Regions from separate parts of the Sus scrofa genome. Here all the other regions are linked to region 2. A link is a contact called in public HiChIP or PLAC-seq data. All regions are on one chromosome and are shown on one strand. Each heading gives the region's core, a stretch centred on a gene start, on an enhancer-like site or on the middle of the called end of the contact. The rest is flanking DNA. Distances are from core to core; before and after follow the strand shown. Region 1 overlaps ARID5B (AT-rich interactive domain-containing protein 5B). Region 2 has its middle 100 kb from the start of ARID5B. Region 3 overlaps ARID5B (AT-rich interactive domain-containing protein 5B).

What was found. HiChIP or PLAC-seq counts read pairs in DNA pulled down with a chosen protein or histone mark.
Region 1: an H3K27ac HiChIP or PLAC-seq map of alveolar macrophages shows a contact between it and region 2. The contact joins two enhancer-like sites. A contact is called at or near these places in 1 of 47 Hi-C or Micro-C datasets (skeletal muscle) and 1 of 2 datasets of contacts at active chromatin or transcription factors (alveolar macrophages).
Region 3: an H3K27ac HiChIP or PLAC-seq map of alveolar macrophages shows a contact between it and region 2. The contact joins two enhancer-like sites. A contact is called at or near these places in 1 of 47 Hi-C or Micro-C datasets (skeletal muscle) and 1 of 2 datasets of contacts at active chromatin or transcription factors (alveolar macrophages).

The regions. Positions count from the first base shown.
Region 1 is chr14:65,512,656-65,516,491 of Sscrofa11.1, reverse strand. The region is part of intron 4 of ARID5B (AT-rich interactive domain-containing protein 5B); the gene reads right to left. Among named protein-coding and RNA genes, the nearest start is that of ARID5B, 110 kb to the right of the region's middle. Within about 2 kb of position 1,526, at least 2 of the 83 cell types and tissues checked have an H3K27ac peak or open chromatin away from gene starts, as enhancers often do. A contact at or near this core is called in alveolar macrophages, where this site is marked.
Region 2 is chr14:65,301,567-65,305,671 of Sscrofa11.1, reverse strand. No RefSeq gene overlaps it. Among named protein-coding and RNA genes, the nearest start is that of ARID5B, 100 kb to the left of the region's middle. Within about 2 kb of position 1,376, at least 8 of the 83 cell types and tissues checked have an H3K27ac peak or open chromatin away from gene starts, as enhancers often do. A contact at or near this core is called in alveolar macrophages, where this site is marked.
Region 3 is chr14:65,490,796-65,495,002 of Sscrofa11.1, reverse strand. All of the region lies in intron 3 of ARID5B (AT-rich interactive domain-containing protein 5B), which reads right to left. Among named protein-coding and RNA genes, the nearest start is that of ARID5B, 84 kb to the right of the region's middle. Within about 2 kb of position 1,647, at least 34 of the 83 cell types and tissues checked have an H3K27ac peak or open chromatin away from gene starts, as enhancers often do. A contact at or near this core is called in alveolar macrophages, where this site is marked.

The DNA.
Region 1 (3,836 bases), core at 277-2,776, 210 kb before region 2:
TTAGAGCTATGCAGAAACTCAGGGTCTTCATTCTGAACTAAGCCCGCAGCAGGCTCTGATGATCTGATCTTTCTGCTCTTGTCTAAAAGGAAAGCAATTTTGGCAACAAGAGATTCCCGGAATTTATCCTAAAGAAACCATCAAAATGCTGATGTTTTTATATATAAAGATGTTCATTACAGTGTTAATTATACATTACACACTAAAGCAACAGAACAGAACCCTGGAGGAAACAATATACACTTCTAATAGAAAGAGATTATGTAAATTCTGGTGCCTTCATTTTATGTACCATTATGCAACCATTAAAATGGTCTCTATAATGTTTATAATAATATGAGGAAAGGCTTATTTTGTAATAACTAAACATCTAAGATATGACAACGGCATATATAAAATATCCTCAAAAAAATGCTTTGGAAAAAGACTGGAAGGAAATAGATAAACACTGACGAGATTATTGGTGCTATTTCTGGAGGCAATATCAAAGAGTGGAGATGCATACCAGCTTTGAAGCCAGCCAGACCTGAACTGGAATCTGGCCTGACCACTCACTAGCTGTGTGGCTTGGAGCTGCCGTAAACTTTCTGAGCGTCTGTTTCCTCCCCTGTGAAGTGATGGTTAACATGAGCCTCCTTATAGGGGTGCTGTAAAGATTAAGCAAGAAAATGTATGTAAAGGGCTTAGCATAAGGTCTGACATATGGTCTGTGCTTACAGAAGAGTGGCAATTATTATTATTATTGTACTTGTACTTTCCATAAAGGAAAAAATTTCATAATGAGAAAAACATTTTGAAAAACATATGAGCTGTTTTTTACTATTTACTTTTTTTTTTTCCCCCTCTTTTTGAAAAAGGGGAATGAGGGATGGGGAGCTTCTGGTTAACGGGAAATTCTGGTTAATTGGGGTTTGCTACGTATGCAGATTATATGATCTTCAGCTGTGATGTCATATGCTTCAGCGCTGGGTTGCATTCGGGGGGAGCAGGGAGAAGCTGATGCCCAAGTCCCACTGAGGTCCCACCACTACCACATTCATGTTTAGCCACTGACTTGCCCAATCAGTTCCATGGCCCACTGGGCCCAACAGCACCTGTCCTCTTGGTTACCCAGAGTTGTTCAGAGAGGAGGCGTTGAAGCCTGGGGGAAGGTCTTTGAAAAGTCTGAGGAACACTCTTCCATGGGGAGGACATTCCTCTCATGAGGAGTGAATGGCAGGGCCGAAGGTGGGAGCAACAGTCACCAGGGTTGGCAGTGGTGAGACCACACCCTGCATCTTTGAGTCTGCTTCTCAGTTCAGACACACGACCTTGGCACCAAAGGTCAGCAAGCCTACTCAAGAGGGGAACGTGCCACAATAGTCTCTGTTTGTTCAAGTCCTGACATATTTCAACTTCCTTTCTTCTTCTCCTTTTTTTTCCCCTGGCCATGGAAGTTCTCAGGCCAGGGATCAAACCCACACCACAACAGCAATCGGAGCTTCTGCAGCGACACCACCGGATCCTTAACCTATTGTGCCACAAGCACAAGGGAACTCTCAACTTTCTTTCTTTCAGGAACTATGAGACAGACTGTGCTCTGGACAGCCTAAGACCTGTCACCCGTGCTACGAAAAAAACAAACCTCAAAAGAACCAACCATTACCAAATCCTCCCTCTTTCTGAAAGCACATGTGCCAGGGATGGGGCAGGAGGCAGTGTCCTACGAGAGTATAGTTTCTGGCACTGTGTGTGATGTCTTAGCTAGAATATCCTATCTCCTATTTTAGAGATTTAACACTCATGTCTGTGACTGTGGGGAAAGGGAAGTGTGACCGGCTAAACTCTGTGTGCTGTGAGCTTGCCTTGTGCAGGATCCTCTGTGGACTCTTCGGGGAGAGAGACGACCTTGTCTTCATCCATAAATAACACAGAGCACGTCAGTGAGCCAGAAAGTATCCTTGGGGTGTACATGCCATCCACCAAGTAATCTTCCTAATAATGAACATGACCCTGGCTAAGCCTTTTCTTTCCCAACACTTTCTGACCTGGTTCCAACCTGAACTGTCATCTGTACTGTGTTCCTGATCCACAGAACCCACATTTAGTTAGAACTTGTCAGTGTCCTGTATGCTAGTTGTCCTGCCACCATTCCTTGCTTTCTATAATGAATTCTGCTGCCTGTGGGTTAGAGGAGGGAAAGGTGGATGCACAGACTTCCAGATACAGGCTACCATTTGCCTTAACGTAAGGTAGCTCGTCTTCCTCAGAAAGAGCAACTTCTAGGCTGTGCAGACTCCAGGGACTGTTAAGCATCCTAAAAAAACGAACGATCTTCAACTGAAGACATGGACCAATTTACGAAGAAAGTTCCTCCAGCTTAAAAAGGGGAGTAAAGGTTGAGAAAAACCCAGTTCCTTTGAGCTAGACACTGTTCGTAGAGAATTTAGATCAATGGGAGATGAGCTAAAACTAAAAGACTGAGGTCAAGAAATACTTGACTCCAGGAGTTCCTGTAGTAGCTCAGCAGTAACAAACCCAACTAGTAGTATCCATGAGGACGTGGATTGAATCCCTGGCCTCACTCAGTGGGTTAAGGGGTCTGGTGTTGCTGTGAGTTGTGGTGTAGATAGCAGACGTGGCTTGGATCCCGTATTGCTGTGGCTGTGGTGTAGGCTGGCAGCTGCAGCTCTGATTCGACCTCTAGCCTGGGAGCTTCCGTATGCCTGGGTGTGGCCCTAAAAAGACCAAAAAAAAAAAAAAAAAAAAAAAAACCAAAAAACTTGACTCCAGGAAAGGCGAGAAGGTGATGGAGATTTGAAACCTCTGGAATCTAGCAGACTTTTTCTATCATTTCAGGGAACATATGTTGATACAAAGGTGAGTACGCCATGATTCTTACCCCCTTTAAGAGCTTAGCATCCAGCGATGAGAAACGCAGAAGTTGTTAAAAGCAGAAGGAAAACATAACATTGGAAAAAGTACTGAGTAACACAGAAGGGACCAGGAGCAAAGCGTCCAAGATGATTATCCTGAAGATCCTCTCTGAGCCTAGAAGCAGCCGCTGCAACAGGCAGGAAATCAAGGGGCGTCTTGTTGTTCCTTCGCCCCCTACCGCTAAGTCTGTGTAGCCCTCCTTTACTTTCTTATAGACCCAAGGGAGCACTTCCAGTTTAATAAGAGACAAGTTGATTTTTCCTCCAAGAGGCTTCCTCTGGGTCCTAACCACAGTGGGGCCGCTGAGGAAAGGATGAGGGAGCACGTGTTCCCTCAGGGGAGGTGACATCTTCCAGGAAGAAAAAGAGTTTTGCTTGTGGAGGCTGTTTTTTGTCTACCCTGAAAGCTAAAAATGGCAGAGGGGAAAAAAAAAAAAAAAAAAAAAAAACCAAAAAATGCCATTCTTTGAGCTTCAAAGTCCAGAGTATTTTCCACCTCCTCACCTGAAATAATTTCATTTCTGAGTCTCTCAAGGTCCAATTGAAGATCCATTTCCTCAAAGAAGCCTCCCCTGACATCCAGGCCCTCTTTCTTTTTTCTTATTTTTTTCAATTTTATTTTTTTAATTTTTATTTTGTATTGGGAGTATAATTAATTTATAATATTTAGTTCCAGGTGTACAGCCAAGTGAATCAACTATACATATACATATATCCATTCTTTTTCAGATTCTTTTTCCCATATAGGTTATTTCAGAATATTGAGTAGAGTTCCCTGGGCTATACAGTAGGTCCTTGCTGGTTATCTATTTTATATATAATAGTACATATATATATATATATATATATTTTTTTTTTTTTTTTTTTTGTCTTTTTGACATTTCTTGGGCCGCTCCCGTGGCATATGGGAGGTTCCCAGGC
Region 2 (4,105 bases), core at 127-2,626:
GGACTCAGTGGCTAAACGGGCACCATAAAGCTAAAGCCTGTTTTTCTTGAGAGGTGCGCTTACATAGAGCCGGGACCTGTTTCCTTAATCATGCAGCATTTTACCATTCTGTGCACTTCCTTCAGTTCTCTACACGTGCCTTATGGTCACAGAGGATTTAAAATTTACACAGTATTTCACATTCATTATTACATTTGATCCTTTTAACAACTTTGTGAGAAAGACCCAGAGGTGACCTGCTTGAGATCACAAAGTGACCGGAGTAAACCACAGTTTTGCCCTTGGGGATATTTATATTAACAAACCATTTGCTTTTATGTAAGTCTTTCTGTTTCTTTAAAACACAGTACTTTTTTTGATTTGGGGACATTGCATATGCTGTTTCTTTTGTTTGAACTACCCAACTTTACCCTTTGACCAGCTGAACTCTTACCCATTTTTCAAATTTCAGCTTCGATTTCACTTCCTCTAGAAGCATTCCCTGGCCCAAGTCCAGGCTAGGATTTCATCCTTTGTGTGCCTGTGACATCCTTAAAAATAGATACATAAGTTTATCATAGTGTCTGCCACCTAAGGGACCTTGGGGAAGCATCAGTTGTTATTATCATTCCCTACATTCTCTCTTACCCTACTGTGCATTTCTTGCTTGCCACTGTATCCCCAGTACCAAGCTCTGGGATGGCGCTCAGTAAATAGCTGTTAAATAGATGACACTCATTGTGTTTCCTGGTTGGTACAGTCCTGGATCCTTGAGTTCAAGAACAAATGCCAGACAGGGCTCCAAGAGGGTCCAGGGGATTTAATAGATTTCCAAGTTCATTCATGACACCATCTAAGTGTTGATATGTAGTGTGGCTATCTCTTGTTTGTTGTGCAAAAGATCCTTTCTCTTTGTCTTTACCTTCTGACTCTGCCCCCATCCCAATTTTGATTAGTGTTAGTCACATGTGGCTGCTCACAACTTGGGATGAGGAACTGGCCTAATAAGAACCATCTACCCCCTGGGTGCTATGACTTAACCAGGGCTGGTAACTCAGTTAAGAAAGAGTCTCATTTTCCTTCGAAGGTTGCAAGCAACAGAAATAAGCATAGAACTTCTGATTCTTTGGGAACTTGTGGAGACATCAACAAAGCTATCACAGAACAATCAGAGCCAAGAGATGGTGACAGAGGGAAAGGCATGATGACAACATGACTGAACACCTGGATTCAGCAGACTCTGATCTCTCAAATTTCTAAATTTGGTAACTATAAATTTCCTCTTTGGTTGCAATTTGTTTGAGCTGCATTTTGGTCAGTCATGAACACCTGAGAGAGTTCTGACTAATTCAGTGAAAAATAGAACACTGCGGTATTTTTATGACTGACACTGGTGCTTTTTGTAGCTTTGTGGCTTTGCTTTATGCTTTCACTTCATATATGTTTTGCATCCATGTGACTTGTCCTAGGTGGTTAATCAGGAACCAAGTAAGCAAGTATGTCTTTGGCTTATTTTTCCAGGACCAGTGTCCTACAATAGGCTCACTGGATGTGCCCAGCATCTTACTTGAGCTGAGCAGGTGCCTGGGATTCTTCTCCAGGAATGGTGATAATTTTACACAGTTGTCCACATGTCACTGTCCTACCTGTTGGTCTCTTGGGCTAAAGTGAAGGAGGATGAATACAGTGAGGTCTGGGAGGGTACCCTGTGATCTCAAAGTGATGCAAGACTCCTGAGCCTGTGGAATCAGGGCCTCAGAACTGACTCTGGATGAGCTTCATTCCTGGATCTGGGTAGACGAGGCCTTCATATTCTTTTCAGAGGCCACTTTTTGTCCCAGGTGGGTGGGGGGAAGGCTGGAGAATCACAAGAGTGCAGGCTATTGAACCTGATGGTGGGGGGACAGTGATCTCCAATTGTTGTGGTGAACACATCCATGGGGCTTTCTGTTCTGTGGATGGAAGGAAAGAAACCTCTCTTTCCTAGAAACCCTTGATGAAATGCCAAGGAAGATTCCTATGGTGACTGTTACCATAAGCAATAAATTCACCCATTTCTGTCTACTCTCGATTCATGGATAGCATATTAGCAAATAAAGCAGGGAGGCAGAGACTAATTCCTAGCTCTTTGCCAAAACATATTCTGGGAAACTGGATCACTGAATACATCACCCTGTGATGGATAATACTTTTCATTTGAAGACTGTTAATGTTGTCGGCCACAGCTTCAGATCTATCAGGGGTGACCTTAACTTGTCACCAGATCCAAGATACAAATGGCAAAATCTTAAGATTGTGAGATTAAAATTTTTTTTACAAGTTTTAAATGAAATATATGTCCCTTACCCATTGCTTAGATAAGTGCCTCAATTATATGTGAAGTATTTAGATACCATATAAATATTTGACTATTACAATGTAAACAAAATGGCAATGTGCTAATTATAGAAGTGTTCATACTTTAGAATTAAATGAATTTTGCATATTTTCTTAGGTTCTGGGAAGGTTTTTAGGAGGATTTTTGGATGATTCAGATCTCTAAATCACTGCCCAGTCACTTTTGAACTGCCCACCCCTTTTACATTTCCCTACAGTAAACATGAATGTGTAAGACTATTGCGTAATTAACTATGTTAGAAAATTCCTGTTTATAACGATGGTGATTTTAGTGATGTTACAGGCCCTAAACATGGGTAAAGACATGGAGAAGTGGCATGTAAATTTTTACCTGCATAGAGAAAAATTTCTATCAGCAAGAGGTATAAAACTATCCATTGAGTGAAATCCACTTTTTCTGTGAACGATATTTATCATTAGGAGGCAAAATCTGCTTCTTCCCTTATGAGGCACAATGTAGGGCTCATTTCCACATGGGACATGGCCAGTCTCTTCTCACTGGATCTGTTCTTTCCTCTGCTCTTTTGTTCTGTGGCATCCTAATGATAAGATCTGGGTTTAGGATGATGGGCAGGGAGAGGACCCAGAAGTCTTGGGCTGGGAGTTGGGCTCCCAACTTTCCTATCACAAAGCCCTACCTAAGAGTTTGGGACACACATGACTGACAGTGAGGTGTTGATTTCTTTCGTCAAGAGCTTCTTACACATTTGACTTCCCAAGAAATTGTCTAGGGATTTAGGTTGCTGGATCTCTAAGACAGAATCATCTTCATTCCATCAACATTTTACATCAATTCCTAACAGAACCAAGAGAGAAAAAATTTTCTGCCTAATCCCCCCACACATACCACCCCCACCCCACCCCAGCCTGCACCGCCCCACCTCATGTTGGACTATACCTTGCAGGCCTACAAGCCTAGACCTTGCCTGACCTCAGGCTGAAGACAGAGCCTAGAGTTAGTGACAGAGATGTCAGTGGTTTAAAAGATGGGGGATCTCACACATCTGAAGCAAGGTCCTAGAGTGGCACCCCACTGTACACAGTGGATAGTAAGCAGGACATGACAGCAGTCTTTGCGCTCAAGAGGGAGGGGAGGACAGCAGTTATAGGAAGATTTGACATCAGGCTGGCTCATGGGTTACCAGGGCAAAAGCAGCAGAGGGGCACTCCCCTCACCGCCCCTTTGATAGGCTATCCTGGTGGAGATGTTCTAATCTAAAGGTTAGAACAACCACTAGCTGGAGTTGGAGCAAGTATTTAGGAAAATCAGTCATGTGAGTAGGAGTAGGTGAAGCAGGCAGTGGTCGAGCAGGGGACATACAGAGAGCAAGAGAAGAGACATTTTGGGTGCCTGATCATACACTCCTCTCCCACACACCCTGTATAACCCTTACAATCTTGGTTTTCCCCTTTTCTGCAATATCCCTGGGGTCAGGTATGTGGAAAGGGGGGCACTGTAACTAGATATCACAAATGCAATACAGACACCAGCAGCTGAAGAGTATCAAGAGTTAAGATCCTAGTATGCTAAGAACAGTCATTTGCCAGGATATGGGCAAATTGAGGATCCAAGTGTTTACCAGGTCAGTGGAAAGGGAGTCAATAGTGCCAGCCTCCTGTCCAGTTATAAGGAAGGTAAGACCACCCATGCTTTTCACAAAATCAGAGCCACCCCCAGCTCTCAAAGAAACATTCTGGTGGCCTAGCCAAGACTCAGCAGTCACAGTAT
Region 3 (4,207 bases), core at 398-2,897, 190 kb before region 2:
AACACAATGAATTAATGGAGCATTGACTTTCAAATATCCATAATGACATATTTTTTAAAAAATAGATAATGGTGGCCAAATGCACAGAAGGCTGAAAACATAAATTCTGGAGGAAAAATTTCCTTTTATCTCTTAGACAACAATTTAGAAATGTAACTTTCTTTTTCATTCTGTGGTGGGGGAAGGGGGGAGGGAAAGCTTGTTTCGGAAACATCACACTATTATGCTTACTAAAAACCACTAATAATCTACTCCTAACATCACAGTAAGCTTAAAAAAAAATCTTAAAAAAAGAAAACAACCCTCTCACCAGGATTTTATAGAGCCTGGTGGAAAAAGTATGCATGTTCCTTCCTGCACCTAATTACCTCAACTGAAAAATCTGCCAAGTATTTTGCCCTTTGGTTCTCTTAATCGTATTAGGGCAAATGCATTTGGATGCCAATAGAAACAAACATTTAAAGATTTTCACTTAAAAGATTCCAAATATGTATGAAGGCTAGGTTGGAGACACAATGTCCCTCATCCTTCAAAGACAATATATAGTGTTCTTTTTTTTTTTTTTTTTCCCAAGCAGATATGAGTTTGCTCATGTTATAAAAACTGATGTCTAGTTTTGAGACAATTTAAGTAAAATAATGTCAATATGAGAGGCTCTTACAATGATTTATGCTTCTTTCTGTTACTTTATTACATTAGACATTCCTGTCTCAAAGCTTTATACTTTTTACTGTGCTCCTAGCAACGAACCAAAGGCAAAGCATCAACTTTATACACCTGGCACCATTCCAATTCTTACTGCTATTGACAATTATATTGAAGTTTCCATTTAATTGCTGCTCTGTTGTGACACTGAATATTTGTCATAATTAGGCATTTCCTATTTTCCATCCATTCATTTTTGATTATTACTGAAAATGAAAAAAAAATTTTATTCCAGAAAACCTAAGCATGAAAATTCTCCAGATAAGAGTAGCTACAGCTGTTACTATCATTACCAACATTGTAACATGCAGCAAAAAAAAAAAAAAAAAGAAAGAGAGAGAATATAATTTCTCGGAAGGTAATTTTCCTTTCAGTCTAAGTGCTCTTATTCATCTTACAGTTACTCAATGATTTCCTGTTCTAATTACAGGACATTATACAGAAAGACATTTGTAAAAGGAAAATGCAGCAGTGCCTATGACTAAATAGCCTGAATTGGTTGAAAGTGTTTAAAATTCAAAGTTGTACCTCAACTTTATCAATTCCTGGTTACAACTCTGTGTAGACGTGCACTATGCCCCCACTATATTTCTGAATCTCTCATAAGGCAGTCAAATTAGTACACGAAGTTAGTGCACATCAAAGGGGAAAATACAGTTGCAGTTAAACTGATGTTGAAGAGCTGAGGTGGAGGAAGATCAGTTAGTTGTATGTGTGTGTTTTCTCATCAAAGCTGTTGAATTGGAGGCATGCCAAGACAAGGAGTGGAAAATGTTAATAATAAAAATAAATTAAATGCCTGATTAAAAGGGAGAACGAACAAGATTCCATCCGGAATAGAAATGAAAATGCCACAAACTATTTCATAAAAACATACTGTGACGTCAATTGCACATCAGTATTGCACTGTTGTGGTTATTTTGAGAAATGGTTTGTACTGTAAGTCAGCTGGTGCTGCCCCACCCTTAATGATTTTGTAATTCTCTACACAGTAAGCAAGTGGGGCAGCTCTGAGATTGCTAAGACAGAAAACAGACCTAGCCAAACAGAACTGACAATAAAAAGATAATGTACTTTTAACATAACAGAACAAAAAGATTGGCTTTATTAGCTGAAAAAAAGCCCCTCCTTTAAATGGTCCCCAGCTTGCCATTTGTTTTGATAAATGAAAAGACAGATCTTCCCAGGATAGGCAACAAAAACACCACTGGAGAACTTATAAAAAGAAAATGTGGGAAAATATATCAGGGCATGGTTGCAAACAGAACAAAGAATATTTCAAATGTAAAACCCAGGGTTTCAACCGGCTGTCTCCAAATGCAAGCTGCTTCAAACGGATGGACAAATATAAAAATATGTACTAATATGCTAATCTCAGCTTTTGCCCTATATTATTGCTTCATCAATCTAAAAAAAAACAAAAACAAACAAAAAAACAACAACAAAAAAACAAAAACAGAAAGCTAAACTAAAACTGAATGCTGCCCTCACTCCAAGGAATAAATGAACCTGCTGGGAGGTAAAGCCAGCCCCACCCGCAAACTGAAGAAGTGACCACTGAAGCCACGTTCAAGAGCCGCACTACACTTCTTCCTGAGAATTTTGCATGCTCTTCTCAGCCATATTTAAATGTCACCCAAGTCAGATATTGTGCAATAGCTATATCTACTGGTGAGACCACGTGGCTAGGCTGACATGTAGGTAAAAGTGGTGCCCACAAGTGGGGTGTGATTCTAAGGGGCCTGATCTACCTTAACATGCCTTCCTTTCACAGGGTTAACTGTTAGGCTACAGACAACCATTCACTTTTAGTATAAATGAGTTTCAGAGTCTTAATAAGAAAATATAAAGAGCCCACAAGAACACATAGCAGCCATTGCTTAAACAAAATTTCTTCTCCTCTATAGCTGGGTCCAAGGTTTTCTCACAGATTAATTTATGCATTTATTTATTTACCGATGGCCCAGAAAAGGCTATTAGATTTGAACTTAGCTCAACTCAACCCTCTCTAAGAAGCCACCTTGTGGGAAGCCACCTCCAAGATCCAGTTAACCCCCTATGGTTACCATGACAAAATTGCTATAAGAGAAGGAAACTTGACCATCATTAGCACAACTGGTCTTAAAAATCATCTTAACTTCTGCCATCTTTCCCCTTAAAATATCTACTCAGTCTTTCATTTTTCATGTTGTAACTTAACACCTTCCATCACAGCAAGAATCACAATTCCATTACTGCAGCAGCCATGTAACATTTGAGAGGCCCTCCTGAACCCCTAAACTCATAAATAAACCAAATTAAGGTATGATACTGGACAAATCAATAGCAAAATGATTAACTTCCATACATTAGTCATTCAACATGTAGGATCCAAATCTGTGCCTTAACAAAATGACTAATCACTATTTGTCATGATGTTCATGGACATGATTATTTCATAAGCAGGCAATGCCGATCAGGCTAAATCTTATTTCCAATATGGTTTATATTAGGGGATAAAAAAATAGTGTGTGGAGAACTAAACACCAAACAGTGTAAGACTGGTTAATATTGATTACTTAATGCCTAGCATTTTGAAGGCATTCTATACACACACACACACACACACACACACGTGTACATACATATATATGTATACATTATATAACAGAATGTATATTATATCTGGAAATAATATTATATCATGGTATGGCTACTTTCATTAAAACTATGTGATTATTAAAAATAATAAAATTAAATAACATTTCAGGTCATGCAAAAATGCTCAGTGAAAATAAGAAAAGTATGAAATAATATATTTGGCCCCTTGTCTTTTATTTTAAGAGCATTACTAAGATATAATTCATATACCAGATAATTCATCCATTTAAAATGGACAAGCTTTTAGTATATTCACAAAGTCGTGAATCCATCACTACAAATTTAGAACATTTTCATTATCCCCAAAGAAAACCTGAACCCTCTCACTCCATCTGTTTGTCCCGCCTTAGTCCTAGGCAACCACTAATTTACTTTCTGTCTCTATAGATTTGCCTATTCTGGACATTTAATATAAATGGAATCGTATAGCATGAGGTTCTTTGTCCCTGGCTTCTCTCACTTAGCAAAATGTTTTCAAGGTTCATGCATACTGTAGAGTGTATCAGCATCTTATTTTCTTTTATTGCTAAATAATTACATTGTATGGATATACCATATTTTATTTATCTGTTCCATCAAGTGGTGAGACACTCGGGTTGTTTCCACTGTTTGGCTTTTATGGATAATGCTGCTATTAATTTGTGTAAAAGTTTTTGTGTAGACATGTTTTCATTTCTCTTGTGTATATACCTAGGAATGGAACTGATGAGTCATAAGATAATTCCATGTTTGCCCTTTTGAGGAACTGCCAGACTGTTTTCCAACATAACTATCCTCTCACATTCTCTCCAATGGTGGACAAGGGTGCTGTTATTGCCACATTCTCCCTAACACTTGATATTATTTGTCTTTTGGGAGCCAT